Linked DNA regions of Oryctolagus cuniculus: region 2 is linked to region 1. Evidence: chromatin contacts called from public Micro-C data. All regions are on one chromosome and are shown on one strand. Each heading gives the region's core, a stretch centred on a gene start, on an enhancer-like site or on the middle of the called end of the contact. The rest is flanking DNA. Distances are from core to core; before and after follow the strand shown. Region 1 holds the start of CPSF3 (cleavage and polyadenylation specific factor 3). Region 2 holds the start of ASAP2 (ArfGAP with SH3 domain, ankyrin repeat and PH domain 2).

Region 1 (4,236 bases), core at 1,189-3,688:
GGCCATTTGGGGAATGAGCTAGTGGACGAAGGATCTCTCCTGTCTCTCCCTCTCCATCTGTTAACTCTATAAATAAATATATAAATACATAAATCTTAACAATTCACCTTCTCCAAGGCTTTCCCTTAATTACATCTTTTTTAAATTTATTTTTTTATTTGGAAGGCAGAATTACAGAGAGAGAGAGACAGATCTTCCATCCACTGGTTCATTCCCCAGATGGCTGCAACAGGCGTAGCTGGGCCAGGTCAAAACCAGGAGCCAGGAGCTTCCTTCAGGTCTCCCACGTGGGTACAGGGCCCCAAGCACTTGGGCTGCCTCTGCTGCTTTCCCAGGTGCATTAACAGAGAGCTGGATCAGAAGTGGAGCAGGAGGGACTTGAACCAGCGCTCATGTGGGATGCCGGCGCACTTGCTACACCAGAGCACCAGCCCCCATTACCTCCTCTCACTTGTTCTTCACAGCAAATCACAACCCAGCAACCTGGTATGGTAACACAGGCTCTGAATGGCTTGTTCCTCCTAAAATAAGCTTCAAAGGAAACTACTGCTGTCACCTCCACAGTACCTGATGTACTAAGTCTAAGAAACAGTACATAGCAACTCCCGCATTATGAGCATTCAGACCTTACGCTCATTCACCTACGAGCCCATTCACGCGAAATGTCCAGAACGGATCATCCAGAGGGAACCAGCTCGCGGGGGCCGAACAGCCTGGGGGGAAGGAGTGACTGCGAGTGGAGCGAGGAGAGCGTCCAGGAGTTAGTGGTGACAGGTACAGAACGCGGACGCCCACTAAATGCCTGCGTTCTACCGCATGTGAATACGGTATCAGCAAAGCTGCTGCAAAACCACCCCACTCCCAAACTCACTCTCCACCTGCTGCATCTGACACTCTGGACCGACAGCCCGGCCCAGACCTCGGCGTCCACCCAGGCACAGCTCAGCCGCCACAGAGCCCCGGACTTCACTCCCCCGCTCTCCACCCACGTGCACCCGGGCTGCAGGCCCCCCCACTCGCCGCGCTCTCGTCACCCGGCAGGGCTCCCCACAACTGACACCTGAGGCCCAGACGCCTCCCTCTGGGCCACTCCCCCGGCACTCGGGGCCGCGCGAGCCCGGGCTCTTCACCAGCTGAGGACGATCTCCATCTTTCCTGCTCAATTCCACACCAGAGACGCCTTCAGGGAGACCCGCTGTCCTATCCTAGCAAGGGTGGGGCAGGGAGCACGCCCCAGCGCCGCCCCCAAAGGGCCCCCACCTCTCCCAGCGTTTCCCGCTTTGCACTGCAGTTCGCTCCTGAAGGGCCAACTCCACGAACTCAGTCCTCCGTCTGGTGTGCACCCCCAGCCCGGTGCTGTGCTAGGTACTTGCCCGGTCTTCCCTGAACGCACACCTGGGTTACGAACGTCCCCGCAGGCGCTCAGTGAACCCCTACAGGACGCGGAGCAGACACCACGCGTGGGCTACTATCACCCAGCAACAGCGTCTGCGGGGGCTGGCACGGCGGTGCGGTGGGTCAGCCCTGTCCCGGACCCCCGCACACCTATGAGCACCGCTCCACTGCCAACCCAGCTCCCTGCTAGTGCACCTGGGAAGCAGCAGAGATGGTCCGCGTGCTTGGGCCCCTGCACCCACGCGGGAGACCTGGACGGAGCTCCAGGCTTCCGGCCAGCAGATGGAAGCTCGCTCCCTAAATCTTCCAGATAGTCTCTGTGGGTCCACACTGCTCTTCCACATAGCCCCACATTTATACTCAGCTCTACTCCTCTATTTGTCCTCGGGGGCCAGCCCAGGCGAGAGATCGGTCTCCGACGGACAGCCACGGGCCGAGGGCGTGCGCTCCGCTCTCTCCTCCCCGCCGCGGGCTGCGCTCCCGCACGCCCCTCTCCCGCTCCGGCCTCGCATCTCCGCACCGTCAGGCCCCGGGGGCCATCGGCGCCAGGGGCGGCTCCTCCCCGCGCCGCCGCAGCCTCAGCCCGCGCGAAAGCGCCCAGGGGCCTGCACGCCGCCTCCCCTGAGACGGGAGACGGGGCGAAACCCAGGGGCCTGCACGCCGCCTCCCCTGAGACGGGAGACGGGGCGAAACCCCGTCAGCGCGGGAGGCCCGCCCGGGCCGGGGCTGCGGGCAGCGGGGCCCCTCCTCGCCCCTCGCCCGCTGGTCCCTTACAGGGGTCGGATCAGCAGCTGGTCGCTCTCCTCAGCAGGAATCGCAGACATCCTGGGAGGCTGAGGGAGGAGCGAGGCTGAGCAAGCGGGCGCCCGAGTTCTTCCGAACTGGAAACACAGCTCCCGAGACCTGAAGAAGGAAGAACCCGGGCCAGTAAAGGCACAACTTCCGGTTCTCTGGCGCTCTCGGAGTGAGGCTCCGCCCCGACTTCCGGTCCGAGAACCCGGCCCGCGAGGTTCCTCGCGACGCGCGGTCCGGGAGGCCGGGGCGGGTCCTCAGCACTGCGCCTGCGCGAGGCCGGGGAGGCGCGCCCCGGCGGACGCGGTGAGGAGGCTTGGAAAAGCCGGCGCCGGAATTAGAACTGGAGTAACCTCGGACTCGCCGCGGAGGGCCGGCGTCCCCAGGGCCAGGCCCGCGGCCGCGAGGTGAGGGCCCCGCGCGTCGCCTCAGGCGGGGCCGAGATGGCGGGCGCCGGAGCGGAACGCGGCCCCGAGGGCGGCGCCGGCGAGCGGGGAGCATGGGTGGGGCCGAGGCGGCGGCCGCGCTGGCTCCCAGGGCAGCCCCGCGGGCGAGCAAGGCGAGGCGCGGGGCCCCCGCGTTCCGTTCTCCCCGCGCCCCTGGGGCCGGGCCGGGGTCGTCGTCTGCGCAGGCGCACGGTGCGGGGGCCCCGGCAGGTGTGCGGCCCGCTCGGCCCCCGGCCTGGCGCCCCCGGAGCGCGCACGCTCTGCCATGGGGTCTGTGGTGTCAAGGCCTCGGGGGGGGGGGGGGGCGGGGGTGGCCTCCCGCGGAAGTCCTCGGCTCGGTTTGCAGGGCTCTGCCAGGCTGTGCCTGGGAAGGGGGAACCTCTGGGGTCGGGTGGTCCCGGGGTGAGGGCGGGCACCCCCGCTGTGGCCCCTTGGCTCAGCCTGGGGGGTCGGGGGCCAGTCGCAAAAGAGAAGCAGCCTGCGATTCGTCCCGAGAGGTGGGAGGTAGCCAGGTGACTCCAGGTGGAGGCATGCGGGGGGTGGGGGGCTTAGCACACCTGGGCTAGGTGCGCGCTCCGGGGCGGGGGTGAAGAGGGCTCCCGTGCCCTTGGACGGGCGTCTCCAGCTGTGAGGTTGTAGTGGAGCGGGGGCATCAGATGGGAGGCTGAGGTGTGACGGGTGATTCAGGACAAGGTCCCCACGCGAGAACTGCCCTCCGCCTGCCGTGGCTGCCTGCGCCCTCCCAGGAGGGGAGCAGGTCCTGAAAGGACAGCGACCTGGCCACGACGCGGGCCGCCTCCGAGAGCTCCCGGGGAGCCCGGGTTCTGGGTGCTCTGTGGGCTGCGGGGGCCGGGGGCAGCCAGGCCTCGGTGTGGGCAAAACCACACTTTCCTGGGGTGAAGTGGAGGAGGAGGGGGCGCCGATGCGGGGGAGGACGCTGTGTTGCGCGGTGTGGTGGACCTCGTTTGGCGCATGAATAAGGCAAGAGCGATTTGCATGCAGCAAAGCAGGTATCGAAGACTTACCAAGTGCCGTTTCCCCCGAGCTCCCGGCCTGACGATGTAAAAAGGCTTAAGGCTCCCCGGCCCTGGAGCCGCTCTCGGGGTTCTGCAGGGTCGGGGAGATGCCTTAGGGAGCCACGGGCGGTGCAATCGAGCGTTAGCTGTGGACTGCGCTCGGCGGCCTTGTGCACGTAGCTGGGCTCTCCCACACTTCGAGGCCTTCCGGATTGCGCACCTGTGGATCCGGCCCGTCCAGGACAGCACATTGCACCTGCTCGGAATGTGTGTAGACTCTCCCCGTGGTGTTCCGGGTGACCACGCATTAATTAGGCGGCGTCCACAGGGTACTGGCTATGGTAAGCAGTCCACACACAGGAGGATGTGTGTAGCGTCTTTACAGATTCTACGCATTTTACCGAAGGGACGTGAGGATGCGGATTTCGGTGTTCTTTGGTGGGGAGGTTCTCCTGGACCCATCACCAAGGATCCTGAGGGGACAGACCTTGAACCCGACGTGTTCACTGTGGTAGCCCCGCGGCCCTGCCTCGGCGCAGGAGGCTGGAGTGCTGTGCTGGGCCTCCCCGGCTGTGTGCAGTGCTGGG
Region 2 (4,236 bases), core at 617-3,116, 180 kb after region 1:
GGACGCCGATTTTAGCAGCAATTCCTACTTGCCTGGCTTTGCAGCATCTGCCCAGGCTGACACACTGAACTGACCGACAGGCTGCAGAGGGAGGGAAGATACACAACTTTACAACCACGACCAGGCACTGGCGATGAAGCTTCCTTGCCTTGCAAAACACCTGCTACTACCTCGGCGCAGAAGGTGTACTTCCAGGGCTTTCCAACTAGGTCTTCCGAAACCATCTCACTCGCCATCCCCACCTGCCTCGTGCCTGCTTTTTTAAGCCTTTCAGATAAAAGTGGAATTAAGTCACCTGGAGAACACTGGACTCCCTGCAAAAGGTTTCCACTCAGCTGCCTTGTGCCAAAAAAGGGTGGGGACAGGAGGAGCTACCTGGGCCGACACGGTCAAGAACGCGAGCGAGCGGTGACTTCTGACTCAGCCCCGCCAAGGGCTGTTTCTGCCTACAGAGAATCCCCGGTTAAGATAAAACATTCTGCATCTTTTTCTCAAGCGGTTGCTAAGCGCAGATTCTTTGTTCAGGTGGGGGTGGCGGGATGAATCCCGGCCTTGATCTACCGCTCCGGGGGACCCCGGGCACCCGACTCTGGCCCAGGCATTTTGGTCTAAAACACCCACCCACCCACCCACCCCCATACCCGATTCTTATGCGGCAGCCTCACGCTGCAGCCAAGAACAACCAAACCGGCGACTCCCGGCTGCCGCACGCGGGGCTGGGCGCCGGGTCCCCGCCACCGGCCCCGCGGAAGGCAGGCGCCCGCGCTCGGAGGCCCCGGCTCCAGCAGGTGAGCGAGGCGCCGCCGCAGCGAGGACCCGCCCCGGGCTGCGGCCCGGACCTGGACAGCGCCCCGGCGATGACTGTGCACCCTGAAAGAGCTGCCTGAAGCCAGGCCTCGCCCAGGGAGCCGGAGGCAGGCGGCCAGGGGTTCCCGCAGGTGAGACGCAGGTAACCCGGAGCCGCACCAGAGGCCTCCCGGCCCTAGAGGCGCCGACTCCGCGTGCACGGTGCGGGGGCGCCCAGGCCTCTTCACCTTGGCGGGCCGGGCCCCCCTGGAGGAACCCGCGCGGAGCCGCGCCGGGGACAAGCTGCGGAGGTCCGCGCCGGGGACCTCGCACCCCGGACCGCGGCGGGCTCAGGGGTCCCCTGCTCACCGCCGCCTCCGGCCCTCGGCCCAAAGTTGGCCGCGCGGGGAGGGAAGGGCCCCCGCCGGAGCCCCCGCGAGGGAGATGGGGGCGGGGCGGGGGTCCCGCAGAGGCCCGAAGTGGCCCTCGACCGTCGCCTGCGAGCCCCGACGCGGGAACAAAGGGCTTCTGTGTCGGGCAGGGCTGGCCCGGCCGCGTCCGCAGCGCCGGAGAAGAAACTTTTCCCGGCCGCGGGGGCCGGGACCCGCGCGGGCCGCCTCGGGCGGGGACCCGGCCGGGGCGCGGCGCCGCGGTCCCTGCGGCCAGAACTGCCTCCCAGGCCGCCGCTCACCTCCTCGATGGCCGCCACCGTGTTCCGGCACTGGGCCGTGCGCGTGGTGAAGCTGGAGGCCGTGGGCGCCTTGTAGTCCTCATGGGTCTCGGCCACGAATTCCGACACGGAGATCTGGTCCGGCATCGCCGCGGCGCGCGGGCGAGGGACAGCCGCCGCCGCCGCCCGGGCGCGCGGACAAAGGGGAGCGCCGGGGCGCGGGGGCCGCCGCTGGGCGCGGGAGCCGGCGCGGGGCCCGGCGGCGGGAGCAGGGGCGGCGCGCAGCCCGCAGCTCGGCCCGGCCGTCCGCGCGCGCGCCGAGGGCTCCCGCGACCGCCGCCGCCGCCGCCGCGCGTCCTCTCCAGCGAGCCCCAAGGCGGGCGCGCAGAGCCGGCGGGAACTGCCCGCCACCCAGCCGCGGGCCCCGAGCGCCTCCCGCGGAGAGGGGCGGGTCCGGGCCGGGGGCGGCGGCCGGCCGGGCGCGGGGCGGGGCGGGGCGGCGCGGAGGCCCGGGCGCCAATCGGCGCGCTCGCCGCCGCCGCGCCGCCGGGAAGCGGAGCCCGCAGGAAGGAGCGCGGCGCGCGCCCCGGCCCGCCGAGCCGCTCCCCGCCGCCGCCGCCGCCGCATTGTCTCGAAGCCCGGGGCCGGCGCGGCGCGCGGGGTCTTGGGGCGCGCCCCCCGGGGGGGTCTTGCCGCGCACGGAGACCTCCCGAGGCCGTCGCTCGGACCCTGGGTGCGCTCGGGCCGAGCCAGGGCCGCCTTCCCCCCCCCCCCCCGGGCACGCCAGCCCGGCCCCGGCGGGGAGCCCCGCTGGGGCCCCCACCTGAAGCGCACCCGGGGAAAGCCCGGGCTGCGGGAAGCCGGCGCGAGTCGCTCGCCCCCTGCCGGAGGACGCGCTCCGCCCGGAGCACCTGACACAGCCACGAGTGGGAACCCTGTAGTGAGCGTCTGCGTGGTTTCCGTGGGGTCGTCTCGCCCGGGCAGGCGTGAGAGAGGCGGGTGCATGTCCTGCCCGGACCAACGTGCCCGAGGGCTGGGGTCCTGGTGGGATTCAAACCCCCACGGGTGGCCCCTCTGCTAGGAAGGCGCACGGCGCCAGGAAATGCTGCAGTCGTGTCCGCTGCGCTCGCCCGGGCTTAGCGGGAAATCCTCCCAGGGTGCCCGGCCGGACCCCTCCCGGGGACGCCGCGCGAGCGGGCGAGGAGGGGTCTCCTCCGGGGGTGGAGGGCGGCCAGGCCGGGTCGTAGCCGGTCCGCGGGAAGAGGCTGAATCAACGCCGACTTCCATGCGCAGCTCTCGGGTCTGGGGACTGCGCTCGCGTAGAATCGCGCCGGCGGCTCCGCCAGCCGAGTGCAGCGCTGGCCGTGGCTGCCGGCTCTAGACCCGGGAGAAATGGACAAAAACCTTTTGTGCTTCGGACGAGGAGGAAGTGCGAGAGACGCTGGGGGAGCTGCCTCCGGGGACCGGGGACCCCACGGCCCGTCTTAAGCTGCCTTGTGAGAATTCGCTGTAGGAGGGGCGCCTTCGCTCAGACGTTATGTATGGCCTCTGGTATTTCAGCAGCGCTCCCTGGATTGCTTGGTGCGCGGCTTTCAGTACTGCACTCAGCCATGAGCTGCAACTTTGAAACTCTGCTGCTGTCCTCCCTGTAGGGTTTCCACCCTTTGGATGTCTTTGGGGATTTCCTGGATTGGCAACTTTGTATACTTCCTGCCTGGCGGGTACCTGTTGCAGGTATACTGGTGCCCCTGGCTCCTTCGGTGGCCTCCTGCCTGCTCCTCTAGCTGCAGTCTTTGTTCCTGGGTGGTGTGGGACAATGTCCATCCTGGTGGGACAATGTCTATCCTGGCCACCTTTTCAGGGCTTGGCGACCGCAGTCTCTGTGAGGCTCTGCGGGCTTAGGATGGGCACGCTGTGATTTTCCTTGGCATCTGGTCCAGCATTAGCCAAAGCGTTCAAGACGCCTTCTACAAGGGCAAAGTGAAGCTCAGTGCTCTCTCTCTCTCCATGCACCTCTTGCCCCGTTTCTTCTCATTTGTGGTATTTTCTCGGGGGCAGGAAGTAGTGGTGCTGCGTTGTGTGTTGCAAGTGGATGAGAGAGCTGGTGGAAAAGAAATCGTCACCAAGTCCATTGGCGGTGTAAAGAGGACGTCAGATGGATCGGAATGACAGAGCAGTTTACTACTCTGCCACTCCTTCCAAGTCTGAGCAAGGGGCCGTATGCACACCACCCGCATTGCTTCCCATACCCGAGACCCAGTTCAGGTCCTGGCTGCTCCACGTTCGGCCAGCTCTCTGCTAATGCTCCTGGGAAAACAGCCGGTGATGGCCCAAGTCCTCCGGCCCTTGTTACCCATGTGGGAGACCCGAATGGTGTTCCAGGCTCCTGGCTTCTGCCGGGCCCAGCTCCAGCTGTTGCAGCCATTTGAGGAGTGACACAGTGGATGGAAGACCTTTCTCTCTGCCTCTCCCTTTCAAATACATAATTAAAATCTTTATTTAAAAAATCTAAAAGGCCCTGAGTGAGTGGGCCTTTGGCACTGTGATTAAGATGTCACTTCATGAGGCAGGGGGATGGTACTGTGACGTAGTGGACTAAGCCTCCACCTGCAGTGCCGGCATCCATTGTGGGTACGGGTTCGAGTCCCAGCTGCTCCACTTCCTGTCCAGCTCTCTGCTCTGGCCTGGGAAAGCAGTATACATGTGAGACCCAGACTGAATCCCCAGCTCCTGGTTTCAGCCCGGCCCAGCCCAACCCCGGCTGTTATGCACACCTGGGA

What was found. Hi-C and Micro-C count contacts between places; a contact is called where the count stands out from the background.
Region 2: a contact with region 1 is called in a Micro-C map of ear pinna, with 4 times the contacts expected there. The contact joins the promoter of ASAP2 here to the promoter of CPSF3 in region 1. A contact is called at or near these places in 2 of 6 Hi-C or Micro-C datasets (ear pinna and an unstated tissue).

Annotation. Positions count from the first base shown.
Region 1 is chr2:192,665,686-192,669,921 of mOryCun1.1, forward strand. CPSF3 (cleavage and polyadenylation specific factor 3) reads right to left here and starts at 2,439. Exons shown (of 18, transcript XM_002722482.5): 1 at 2,170-2,439. The coding sequence starts at 2,219. ITGB1BP1 (integrin subunit beta 1 binding protein 1) reads left to right here and starts at 2,346. Exons shown (of 7, transcript XM_017338412.3): 1 at 2,346-2,594.
Region 2 is chr2:192,844,227-192,848,462 of mOryCun1.1, forward strand. ASAP2 (ArfGAP with SH3 domain, ankyrin repeat and PH domain 2) reads right to left here and starts at 1,867. Exons shown (of 28, transcript XM_051833312.2): 1 at 1,478-1,867. The coding sequence starts at 1,603.